Linked DNA regions of Capra hircus: region 1 is linked to region 2. Evidence: chromatin contacts called from public Hi-C data. All regions are on one chromosome and are shown on one strand. Each heading gives the region's core, a stretch centred on a gene start, on an enhancer-like site or on the middle of the called end of the contact. The rest is flanking DNA. Distances are from core to core; before and after follow the strand shown.

Region 1 (6,600 bases), core at 2,794-5,293, 440 kb after region 2:
GTGCCAGGTGCTTCAGTTACCCCAGGGTCTCGTTGTTTCTTTTTTATATTTATTTACTTATTTGGCTGTGCCAGGTCTTGGTTGCGGCATGCAGGATTTTACCCCCACCCCCCCCAAGGATCTTCAGTTGCAGTATAGGATCTAGTTCCCTGACCAGGGATCAAACCCCGGCCCCTGTATTGGGATGGCAGAATCTTGGCCATTGAACCACCAGGGAAGTCCCACACTTGCAGGTTTTTTTTTTTTTTCAAGATTCAAGTCAACTTTATTTATGTATGTATTTTTGCAGGTTTTGAACTAAGAAAAAATTCAGGGAAAGGCCCTTTCCAAAGTGAACAGGAAGTTTTCCCGTTGTGAGCCTGGAGCCTCTTGTTCTGGAGACTGAGCCTCACAAAGTTGTGTGATGAGCCACTCAGCTCTTAACCGCTTGCGTTTTTCAGACCAGGAGGACACTGTTCACAGTCCCACAGCACCGCGGACCCAAGTCTGCTCCTCCGGCTCAGGGTTTCCTGCCTACAACACTTGGGACCCCAGATTCTCTGCTGGGAGAGGGTCTGTCCTACATGTGGTAGAATGCCTAGCAGCGCCCCAGCCTCCCTGCTGACTGCCGGTAGCACCTTCACAGCAGAAGCGTGTGTTAGTTGCTCAGTCACATCCAGCTCTTTGCAACCCCGTGGACTGTAGCCTGCCTGGCTTCTCTGGCCATGGAATTCTCTAGGCAAGAATACTGGAGTGGGTTGCCATGACCTCCTCCAGGGGATCTTCCCAACCCAGGGATCAAACCCAGGTCTCCCACATTGCAGGCGGACTCTACTGTCTGAGTCCCCAGGGAAGCCACAGCACCCTTCAGGTGAGACCACCAAAAGATAGCTCTGGAAGTTGCCAAGTGTCCCTGGGGGTTAAAATCATTCCAGTTGAAAAAGAGCTCTTTGAGCTCAGTTGAAAAGGCCACGTGCTCCTCCTCCCTGGGCTGCTTTCCTGGGCATATCTCCTGCAAAACCATTCCTTTTGTTTGACAGGACACTTTGGCCCAGAGACTGGTTGACTTGCCAAAGATTTTGCTTTCTGTGACTGACATAATAGCATCTTCCATCTTCATTCTAGTTACCTAGCTAAGCTTGTCCCCGCCTTGGACTCCCCGGAACAGGTGTGTTTATGTGCCATATCTGTCTTACTCCACTCAGCCCTGCCACGTTTCCTCCCAGTCTGTTCCCCTTCCTTCAGTCTTGGTTAAAGTCCTACACAGACAGCACCATTGGACATTACCTGTGTGTTGCCCAGCCACGTCCCCACCTCCAAAGGCAGCCAGGGCTGACAGCAGAGAGACATCCGCCCTCCTCCGCGCGGGCCAGTGAGGACTGCTCCTTGGGGTGCCGTGACATGTTCTGAGTAAACATTGACGAAGCCCCCTTAGCAGCTAATTAGCCCTGCCATGAGCTGTGCGTATAGTTTATTGCCTGGCTCTGCGCCCCGTCCCTCCCGCCTGGAGGACCCAGCGGCTGTCACTGGCATCGTCTGCACTGCTGTTGCAGCAGCAGCAGGAGGTGTGGTGCAGAACAGGCACCCTGGGTTCAGGAAGCTGATCCAGGCCAGGGTGGAGAGGATGCACACCTTAGGAAGTGGTGGGGTGGATGCTAGCGTGTTCTCTGGGGCGCAGGGGTGGGGAGGCAGGGAGGAGGGCATCACTAGATCAGCCAGAAGGCTTTAAAAGTTGGACAGGTCTGACTCAACCCTCCTCTGTGAAGCTTCTGCCCTCCCGGCTCTGAAATGAGGAAGGCCCTGCCTCCCACTCCCCCACTCTATGCTGCCTGAAATGATACCCATTCTGTGCCTGGAGACAGGACGCCATCTTTCTGCCTCACCGTCGTATCTGCAGTATCTGCTTAGTAACGACTCATTTGATGATTGAACACTTGACAGCCATGTGATACAGAGAATAAGTCAGGCTCATACATGTGGGTGGTGTCAGAGGCTCCAGAATTGACCATGACCTTGCAGTCTTCTTTTTTTTTGGTTCTGACGCACGGCATGTGGGATCTTAGTTCCCCCACTAGAGATTGAACCTGTGTCCCCTGTGTTGGAAGAGCAAAGTCTTAACTACTGGACCACCAGCGAAGTCCCTTAGACCTTTCAGTCTTATTCCTGACTCCTGAGACTGGACAGGGAAACCAAACAGAATTTAATTTCTTAAGGACTTTGGAGTCCTTCCTGATCAAATCCTCTGGGAAGGCTTTTCCTTTCAGCTTGTGTCCTCAGTGGACAGTCTTCATTTCCCAATGGCCCAGGTCTCCAGGCCTCTCTGGCTGCTCAGGAATGACCCTGTCTGCGTGCTTCTTGCAAAGGCTGACACAAAAACAGAGGAGAAGATGGGCTTTGAGGTGAGGAAATGTGTCCACAGCCATCCAACAAGTCAAGGGCTCGAATCTGGTTATTCAGACCCTCCTAGGACACTGTCACTGCATCCCACGGTCTCTTCCAGTGATAGCCACTTGTCTGCAGCCACTAGAAAGCAGCTCTAGGGACAGATGTCCATGTCGTAGGAGACCCACTGGGACCTGTTCCGGAAGTCAGCAAATGCCTGGGGAGCCTAGAGGAGGAAGGGAGAAAAGGCAAGAACAGGCTGCATGCCTGCAGAGGCCACAGTCCTCTGGGCACAAGCATGGGAAAAGCACATCCCATCCCATGCTAAGAGCCAAGAGCCATGCCTGGGGGCCCTCACTTCCCGAGGAGCAGTTGGACTCCCTGGCTCATCTCCTCCTAGAAGTCTTGGAAACTAGGCGATTGGACAAGGAAAGGCATTTCACCGCGGTACCTGGAAGGCTTTTTTCATCTGTTCATTCAGTGGATATTTATCGCATGCCAGGCCTGAGGATGAATGATGAGCAAGGGAGTCCCTCGCAGATTTAGCATGGGGACCCATCCTGCTTGCTGTCATCTTCACTGAGGCTTGTGGCAGTGAGAGGACAGAGCAAAGGGGGCAGGCTTCCCCACTCTGGCACACATCAGCTAAATGACCCAGCAAGCTGCTCCGCATCCATCTGAGTACAACAGGGATACTCTTGGTACCATTCTGCTGAGGCCAGGCGGAGTGAAGCACTCAGCTCAGTGGCTAAGATAGATGGAGAGCTCCGGGAGGGCTGATGCCTCTGGTGGTGTGACTCGGAGGGCGGGTGGGGGTAGGGGGGTGGGGGGTGGGGTGGGGAGCATTTCCCTCCTGGGACATTCTCTTCTTGATGCTTTCCCCTGCTCCCTCCCGGGAAAATGGCCACTTTCAACGGTGAGTAGTTAGCCCAACACAGGCTTTCCCAGGTGCCTCAGCGGCAAAGAATCCGCCTGACAGGCAAGGAAACACAGGAGAAGAGGGTGGATCCCTGGGTCTGGAAAATCCCCTGGAGGAGGAAACGGCAAGCCACTCCAGTATCCCTGTGCCTGGGAGATCCCACGGACAGAGGAGCCTGGTGGGTTACAATCCATGGGGCTGCAAAAGAGCCAGACACGACTGAGTGAGCACAGTATACAGCTGGCACGTGAGGTTAAAGCCTGGTCCACCTGGAAGAAGTTTCCAGGTCTAGTTTCTCAAAGAAAGAGGAAGAATAGTTCCAGAGATGCCACGCGGCGCCCTCTGTTCAGGGCCAGAGCTCCTCGGTGCCCGCTCACCCCACCCCACCCCAGCTCTTGGCGTTTGTTACTTGCAAGCCTGCAAGATGGCCACCGTCTTAACTGGTTGTTCAAAAGTCCCAAACCTTTCTTGACCGATTAGTTTGGGGTAAAGATTTTTTTTTAATGTTTGTTTGGCGACTCCTTCCTATATAAAATACAAATGAAACCCAAACCAAGGAAATAGCACATCAGACAGGGCCGCCGAACCTCTGGGCCGGTCCCGAACCCTCCATGACGCTCCTGACCCTCCCCAGCTTCCTTCTAACCCTTTCCGCGCACTTGCCGGCCACGACAACTGCCGGCGTCTCCGGGGCACGGACCGGGAGGAGCCCCAGCGCCGGCCTGGGTCGCGGCGCAGGACCGGAGGCTGCAGGTCCGGAAGGAGCGCCCGGCTGAGGCTCCGCGGGGCGATGCTGACCCCTGGCGGCCGCTCGCAGAGCCTCGCGTTCCTCCTGGGGCGACGAAGGCAGAGGCCAGGGCTCAGCAAACTTCCTATAAATGGCCACAGAGTAGATGTTCTAGGCTTTCAGGACGTGGCGGGTAGAGGGTCGGTGACGACCACAACCGCTGCAGTAGTAAAGCCTGAAAGCACTGTGATTGCGAGTGGGGTGGCTTTCCAGCGAAACTTTGTCGACCGTGAAATTTGAATTTTGTATCATTTTTGCGTGTCACAATATTACCCATCTTTTCATTTTCCCACCCACTCTTTAAAAAATGTAAAAATCATTCTCATCTCAAGAGTTGTGCAAATATAGGCAGTGATTGGATCTGGCCTGCAAGCCAGGTGGACCCCTGGCCACTTTCTTCCCACTTCCCAGCTCTAATTGCCAGCTGTCACCCCTGCGATTCTTCACTGCTTTGCCACTGCTCTGCCAGGAGAACTCCCCCAGCCCGCACCCCCAACAAGATTGCTGCCCCTGAGCCCCCTTCCTAACAAAAATTCTGGGGTTGTTGGTTTTCACCCATTTCATAAGTTCGTGTAAGTGCCCTTACATTTACGTAAGGTGCCCAGCCCTGTGCTGAGGGCCATAATAACCAACATGTGTTTAACATTTGCTTTTGTTCATCTGTTAGTTCAAACAAACTTACTGAGAAATTCCTGTGGCCCAGGCACTGTACTAAGAGAGACTTGGTCTCTGCCGTCAAGGTGTTGATAACCACGTGTAGAAGATGGACACAAAAGGCAAGCATGATGGTAGAGAAGCAAAGGGGGTGTAGCAGCCCAAAGGAGGCACTTAACTCAATCTGGGGGTAGAGGTCAGGGAAGGCTTCCTGGAGGAGGAGGTGATCTCTGAACCAACACTTGAAGAGTGAATGAGAGAGGGGAGAAGGAGGCAAGACATTCCAGGAAAATGTCCAGAGCCTAGAAAGAACTCTTTCAAGAGACTTTTAAACACCAAAGACAGTCTTCTATGTCCTTCAGTTATAATATCTGCCTTCAAGTCCTCTGCAGTCTGGTGGGGAAGACAGGCTCATATCACAAGCTGTTGTATGGTTGTGGGGAGAGATTTAAAGAAGTTTTCTCTCCAGCCTTGTATGATCAGTGAGCCTCAAGAGTGTCAGTCAGGGTTAAGTCAGGGCTCTGAAGCTATGAACAGTCCCTATGGCCAGGCCTGGGTTGGGTCTAACTCTACACAGGGAACTGAGATAATCTAGGGAGAGCAGATGTGGGTGGCTTCTCTACTCCAGAAGCCCCGAGAGGAACAGGGGCTGGACCTGAACCTTGAAAGAAGTGTACACCTCAGAACTGGGGAAGGAGGAGAGGGGAACCGAGGCAGCAGCACCCTCGCAGGCAAACTCACTGAGGAAGGAATGGGTGTGGCCCTGCTGAGAGGCCACCAGGAAGTCCTCCTGCAGGAGGGAACCATCATTCCAGTGTGGATCTCCCAACCACCTCAACCAACAGGTGTAAGTTTCCTCAGCCCTACCAATTAAAAACCGTGACCTTGGACAGTTACTTAACCTCTCTCTGCCTTAGTTTCCTCATCCGTCCTGACCTCATAAGATTGCTATGAGGATTGAATAAGTTAATACCTATATAATTACACAGCAGGACATGGCACTGGGGCCAGCTTCATGAGCATGCAACTTGAGGGCTCCCAAGGGTCCTGCACCCAGAAGGCAGAGGGTCCCACATTTGATGTAATGCTCTGCTCTTGCTGTCTTGAAATTCTTAATAATTCTGGAACAAGGAGCCCCATGTTTTCATTTTGCATGGCCAGTCCCGGCTGGCGTAGCATGTGCTTACAAACTTGGGGTCTTATTATTACCTTCGAGTCCAGAATAACAAATCTGATCCAGTACCCTTATTTTAGAAATGAAGAAGCTGAAGCTCAGGCAGTTTATATGACTGGCACAAGATCACACAGTGCGGCCTGCAGAATGAAGGCTGGGGATGGAGAGATGAAACTGCAATCTTTGAGGTGGAGGGAGGACAAAGACCCTGCTCTCCATTCCCTCCGCCCCTGCCTCCCCCCCACCCCACGCCCCTGGAAGGCAACATAAGGAGAAAAGAGAGACAGACTCCTTAGAAGGAGCTGAGAGAAAGAGCGGGTATGAAAAAGAGCATGCACAGTTGTAGAGGTAGGAGGGGAGCTGGCTATTTTGAGGAACCCAGAGAAGATCCTCAGAGTAAAACATAGTGGTGAAGCCATGGAAACAAGGACTGAGAATGTCTCTTGGATCTTGGCCACAAAAAGGTCATAGATAAGCTTAGAGAAGTGGGTCTCAGTGGAGAGTGAGAGCTAGAAGCTGGGAGACAGCAAGGTGGTGGTGGAGATGGCCACAAGGCATTAAAGAAGCCGAGGAAAGGAAAAGGAAGGGAAAGGGCAGGCAGGCAGGCAGGATGGCTATCCTGAAGGCAGTGGAAGCGGAGCCAGGTCCCAGCTGGATGCAGAAGAAGGACCATCAGGGGCAGTAATTTTTTTTTTTTTTTAATGT
Region 2 (6,614 bases), core at 1,685-4,184:
ACCCACCAGCCACCTGCCACCCTAGGCTCAGGGCTGAGACTCCCAGGGATCCCCGGGACAGCCTCAGCTTCCACCCCCACTTCCCACAGCCCATCCCCCTGACGAACCTGCCTGGTGATGGATTCGTCCACTGTGCTTCTTGCACTGGTCATAAACCTCAGGTTTACTCCAAGGTAACCTCGACGCTCTCTCTTCCGGAACTCAGCTGTGGAGGCAGGGAGGGTGGTATCATTCCAGATTCACTCTGTGGAAGCCTTCTGGGTCCCCTTCTGACACCTCCCCACTTCACCCCCACCCCCCAGCCCTGCTGAAGGCCCCATCATCCATTCCCCATGTCACTGCAACAGTCTGGCTTCTTATGTCATAACCACATTCCACATAGATCCCGCTCAAAGTCCCCCTTGGTTCCAGCTGCTCAAGTGATTTATTCAACAAATGTGTCCTGGGCATTTACTGTGTGTCAGGCACTGTTCTAGGTGCAAGAGCACAGAGCCGGAAACGGCAGAGCCAAAGTCCTGCCCTCATGGAGCTTCCATTCCGAAGGAAGAGAGATGGTAAACAAGGCAAACAGTAGTTCAGAAGGTGGACGTTTTATGGAGAAAAAAAGAACGGCAATCAGAAAGGAGGAATGCAGGGGATGGGGGGAAGGTGGCAATTCTAAATAAACAGCAGGCTCTGAGAAGACCTGAAATTCACTGAAGGAAATCCTGAGCAAAGACTGGAGGAAAACAGCATTAAACTGTGGGCGGAAGAGCATTCTGGACAGAGGGAACAGTCAGTGCAAAGGCTCGGAGGCAGAAGTGTGACTAATGTGCTTGAAGGAAGCGGAGGGGTGAACCTGAGGATTGGAAGCTGGAGGGGGCAGATCTTGGGGGGCTTTCAGCAGGCACGGAGGCATGAGAAGAACTCAGGCTTTCACTGAGGCCGATGGGAGCCCCTGGAGGGTGCAAGGCAGGGTAGAGACAGGTCTGACTTAGGATTTTACGGCATCACTTCAGCTGCTATGCTGAGAACCAGATGACTGGGGGAGGGGGAAGGAGGAGGCCAATTAGGAAGTTTTTGTAATAATCCAGGCAAGAGACGGTATAGCTCCGACCAAGGTGGCATCCACAGAGGTGTCCTTTAGGTTGGCCCTGAGAGCCCTCACTCATGTGCCATGGCAGGGTGGTGGGATGGGGTGGGGATGGAGGGGGTGCCCACTCCACCCTGGAATCACTGTGGCTCAACCCAGGCTCACTTCCCTGATTTCACACTTGCTCCTGTTGTCTTACCTCCCCGAGACTCAGTTCTTTTAACAAATACCTGAACACCTTTATACTGCACCAGGCCCTGGGGAATTGAGGCTTCTCTTGTGGCTCAAGACAGTAAAGAATCTGCTTGTAATGTGGGAGACCTGGGTTCGATCCCTGGGTTGGGAAGATCCCGTAGAGGAGGAAATGGCAGCCCACTCCACTTTCTTAACTGGAAAATCTCATGGACACAGGAGCCTGGCGGGCTACCGTCCACGGGGTTACAAAAGAGTCAGACACAACCGAGCAACTAACACTGGGGATTTGAAGACACATTAGGAGCTCAAGTCCTACCACAGGTCAAAACATCAAAACACCCTGCCATCCTGCCCACACTGTTCAAGTCTGTACATCTCATTAAGTGTCACCAAATCCCTCAAGATGCTCCCTCCATCCTCACAGCCAATCCACCACTGACGACCATCAACACAGCTTCCATCTGCAGGACTCTCTTGTTATCTCTGCACTGTCACCGGTGCTCACCTTCTGCTTGAAGGGACAGGTGGGAGCAGGGCTCTGGAGACACACTGCCTGGTTTCCACCTGTACCATCTGGGCAGGGGTCTGTTTCTGCATCTGAGCAATGGGGGTAATGACAGCGCCGACCTCACAGGGTTGTGAGGAACAAATGAGCAAACATTTGTCAGAGGCTGAGAACAGCACCCAGAGTGTTAACTTGTATTAAACGCTCAGTGTCTCACCCTCCTTTACTGTATGTCACCTCAACCAGGCTTCTTTCTTTCGACATTTCAAAGATTAATAGTAAACTTCTGATTCCACATATGCCAACAGTATACTTCCCCCAGCTCATTCTTATACTTCCATCAGGTCTGTGCTTAAATGTCGCTTCCTCAGAGAAGTCTTTATTCTAAGTCCCTTTCAAAGTACCCTAGTTTTACAGCACAAATCTCATCACAGAGACCCAACCTGACCCAACCCAAACCCAAAAAGTTTGAAAACGCTGATTTTGAAACTCCTCAGTGTTCTCTCCCCACTAGGACTGTAGACCTTGAGGGTCGGGACGATGTGACTCGTTCATCTCCGTGTTCCCAGGACCCCGCTCCGCGGCCGTCGCACGGCAGGTAGTCTAGAAACGCCTGGGTAACACGTGAAGCCCTGACTCCAGCGCCAGTTCCTCCAGGGCACCGCCCCCGGCCCCCGGAAGCAGCGCGTTCTGCCCCTTCCCAAGCTCACCCAGCGCCGACTTGGGCACCTTTCCCTTGGCGGAGTTCCGCAGTTTCTGGGCCTGGGTCGCCTTCGCCTTCCGGGTCCGCTTCATCGGAGCTTGGCTCGGTTTGGTGTGTCCTGGAGCGGGGCCGGGGGCTGTAAAGAAAGGGCTCGGGTCGGAGGGCGCTCAGGGTTCCCATCCCACCGAGGCTAAGACTGGTTTGGATCGTTTGGCGCCCTCGGGGCTCCTGCCCCCAGCCCCTGCCACCTTCCCGCCTGGCCGAACGTCCTCGGACAGAGCCTCCTTACCCTCAGGAGCCCCCAGTAGCTCCAAGCCGCGCCGCAGCAAGGCAGCCGACATAGCGGCCCTTAGTTCTGCCCACAGAGCTCAACTACTTCCGCCTTGGCCCCCGAGGTGGTTTCGGCGGAAACCTGAGCCAGAAGCAAAAGTTCCACAGTGAGCGGACGGAAGTGCCCACCTTCCTTAGACCGCATGCGTAAGGTTTACTAATCGGCGGCAAGGGGGCGGGATCTGGAGGCGGGGCCAAAGCGCCAAAGAAGCATTTGTTGTCCAATCGCAACCCAATCAACCGTTTGCGAGACAGGCGGCACCTTCTCCCGGAAACCGCCCGCCAGTAACTCAGCCTCGTAGGTAAAGCCTCTGCGGTCTGGCTGCTACGTAGTGGACAAGGCCGGTGAGGGGACTTAGTATTCTCAGTTTTTACGAAAAAGGGAAATATGTTTTTGGAAATATTTTTTCATATACTTCAACCAGAGCAACGTTTACTTCGGCGTGAGAATCCAGCTGTCTTGCCTTAAGCCAGATATTAAAGATATTTGCAAAAACGCAAAACAGTATCAGTGGGTTTTTAAAAAAACTATTTTGTTTGGTTTTGGAAAATACAACCATTTTCATTAAAATACATCAGTTACGTTAATATGTGAGTTTGTTACTGTTATTTTAAATTAATAAATATTTTAAAATGTATTTGTTTTATTTTCTAACGTGGTAACTCTCATTAGATAGTTACATATGCAGAAGCTCTTTGGGATTCTGACGTTTTTTAAGAAGGAAGAGGACCTTGGGCCACCTCTTGGGTGGCTCAGTGGTAAAGAATCTGCTGCCAGTGCAGGAGACACAGGAGCCACGGGTTCGATCCCAGAGTCAGGAAAATCCCTTGGAGGAGGAAATAGCATTCCACTCCAGTATTCTTGTCTTGGAAGATCCCATGGATAGAGGAGCCTGGCAGGCTGCAGCCCATGGGGTTGCAAAGAGTTTCTTAGATAAAATATCGATAGTTTGAGAAATCCTGGCTTAGAAATTAGTGCTCTTCTTGCTGCGGGGAGGAGCCCTGTCTTGTTCACTGCTGCTGCGCTCCTAGCCCAGTACCTGGCATGCAGAAGGCACTCAATAAATGAGTGGTGAATGAATTCGGAGTACAAACATGTTCTGAGGGCCTTTTGTATACTAGACGCTGTAGAGTGTAGGACATGGAGGTGACTCAGTTGCTCCTGTGTGAATGAACCTGACTAACCTCCACCAGCTTGTCCAGAAGGGAGAGAAATGCCTAAACAAACATTAATAATAACAAAGTACCTCGAGGTGCTATTTTCAGTGTTTTACATTTGTTGGCTCACTTACACCACCCCCCTCGCTCTGAAGTAGAAACCACTGTTTCCCTCATTTTATAAATGGCTCAGAGGGGCCAAGGAACCTATCCAGGTCACATCGATGGTGTCAGAGCTGGGAATAAAGAAAGACCATCGGGCTGGAGCATTTATGCATTGCTGGCCTGTGCCAACCACCCAGGATGCGGTGTGGGTCAGGAGGCCTCTGGAGAAGAGCTGGCAGTGTGGGAGGGGAGTGTCCGGGCCAGGAGGACCCTGTAGTGGGGGCCTGTCCCTTGGGACAGGTGTGGCCCTGAAGGAGCAGAGGGCTGGGTGGTTTCGTTGGCATCAGGGCCACAGATTTGCCCTGAGGGCTTGGTGGGGTGGTGGGGGCAGGGGGGGGCGGTCCCAGCATTACAATGATGTCAGACAGGCTCTTTTTTCCTGCTTCTGAAATGGCCAGATTTTCTCATTTCTGTTATTATATATTCATTGGAAGGACTGATGCTGAAGCTGAAACTCCAGTACTTTGACTACCGGATGCGAAGAACTGACTCATTGGAAAAGATCCTGATGCTGGGAAAGATTGAAGGCAGGAGGAGAAGGGGATGACAGAGGATGAGATGGTTGGATCGCATCACTGACTCGTTGGACGTAAGTTTGAGTAAGCTCCGGGAGTTGGTGATGAACAGGGAAGCCTGATGTGCTGCGATCCATGGGGTCGCAAAGAGTCAGACACCACTGAGCGACTGAACTTAACTGATACATTCATGTAGTGTTTATTGAATGTTTCCCCACCCATTCCTCAGTATAAACTCTATGAAGAAAGGCATTTTTCTTTATTCACTATTACATCAAGCGCCTGGAACGGAGTCTGGCATATTGTAAGTGTTCCATAAAGGTACGAATCAGAGAGAGGAAGGCAGAGATGTCCAGGTCCACTCAGTGTGGGATGAGTGAGTCTGCCTTTCAGGAGGGCAAAGGACAAAGCCCGACCGTATCCCCTTTCTCCTCCCGACGTGGGATGGTCAGCACACGGTCGTCGTCTTGGAGGGTTTGCCAATGTCCTAAACAACCAGTGGATTCCTGTAGCATCTCCGCCGGCCTCCAGAGGGGACAAGCGGCCACTCTGGCCACTAGGTGGCGCCGCAGGACCACTTTCTCCCATCGCGCGGCCGGGCAAGCTGGTTTGCCACTGTCCAGGCTAGGGTGCTGGAGCGTGGGGTGGGGACATCCCTCGGAGTCAGCTGGCTCTTTGTGGTCAGCCCTGCATGGCCCTGGCTTCCTGCTGTCCCTGCCCCGTGGCCTTCCAAGACGGTGGGGAAGTCGAGGCAGAGCCACCAGGTTGGACTGTCCAGTGGGGAGATAAGGCTTTCTTATGGAAAGGTGTGCAAATGAACAATGGGGCATTCACCCAGCCCCTTAACAGTCAGTGCCTCAGTTTCCTCATCTGTTAAATGGGGCTTGCTGCTGCTGCTGCTAAGTTGCTTCAGTCTTGTCTGACTCTGTGCGACCCCATAGGTGGCAGCCCACCAGGCTCCCTTAGCTCCCTGATAAAGTGGGTAGGAGGAGCCAGTAAGTTAATACTGATAAAGCTTGTATTACCCGACTAGAAACTGGGGAGGAAAGTACCCCACGAGGGTTCCTGGTGAATTTTACAGCCAGGTCTGCCCCACTCTGATCAAGAACGAGGTGCCTGCAATTGGGCACCTTAGAAGTGCCTTGCCTGTCCTGGTCCAGCTCCAAGAGGGCAGCTCCCTCCTGCTCACTCCCTGACCCTGGGGAGTGGGGGTGGGGGTGGTCCTGAGGTCTCACAGGTGGGTTTCTGTCCTGGCTGCCTGACTTCCCGCTGCTTTCCTGCTCTCAGCCTGTTTCTTCATCTGTTAGTGGAAGCGCTGGGCTCCTGCCTGAAGTGAAGTGAAAGTTGCTTAGTTGTATCCGACTCTTTGAGACCCCAATGGACTGTATAGTCCATGGACTTCTCCAGGCCAGAATACTGGAGTGGGTAGCCTTTCCCTTCTCCAGGGGAATCTTCCCTACCCAGGGACTGAACCCAGGTCTCTTGTATTGCAGGCAGATTCTTTACCAGCTGAGCCACCAAGGAAGCCCAAGAATACTGCAGTGGATAGCCTATCTCTTCTCCAGCGAATCTTCCCAACCCGGGAATCAAACTGGGGTCTCCTGCATTGCAGGCAGATTCTTTACCAGCCTGCCCTGACCCTTCTCTGGGTGTCCCTCTTTGCCTGCTTGGCCCAGGCCCTTAGCTGCACAGAAGAAGCACCCAGGTGACATGGCTGCCTGCTTAGCCCCTGTTGCCCACGTGCCCCATCCTAGTCTCCTTCCTGGCCTTTCTAGAGTCAACTTAACCTCACCAGGCCTGGGGGTGGGGAACCTCAAGGCTCAGAGGGAGGTAGGGTCTTCTGCAGAGTCACAGGGTGTTTTAAGAGCAGAGGGAGGACAAGGACCCACAACTCTGAGTCCTGATCAAGAGCATGTGTGAGTGTGTGCATGAGTAGTCCATTTTGAAATCTCTTTCTTTTTTTAAAAAAAG

Evidence for each region. A called contact is a pair of places that touch in the nucleus more often than the background predicts.
Region 1: a Hi-C map of blood shows a contact between it and region 2, with 5 times the contacts expected there. The contact joins the enhancer-like site here to the promoter of RPS19BP1 in region 2. A contact is called at or near these places in 2 of 5 Hi-C or Micro-C datasets (both in blood).

What each region holds. Positions count from the first base shown.
Region 1 is chr5:110,315,283-110,321,882 of ARS1.2, forward strand. No RefSeq gene overlaps it. Among named protein-coding and RNA genes, the nearest start is that of TNRC6B, 9.1 kb to the right of the region's middle. Within about 2 kb of position 4,044, at least 4 of the 5 cell types and tissues checked have an H3K27ac peak or open chromatin away from gene starts, as enhancers often do.
Region 2 is chr5:109,877,481-109,884,094 of ARS1.2, forward strand. RPS19BP1 (active regulator of SIRT1) reads right to left here and starts at 2,935. Exons shown (of 4, transcript XM_005681089.3): 1 at 2,765-2,935; 2 at 2,483-2,611; 3 at 108-205. The coding sequence starts at 2,816.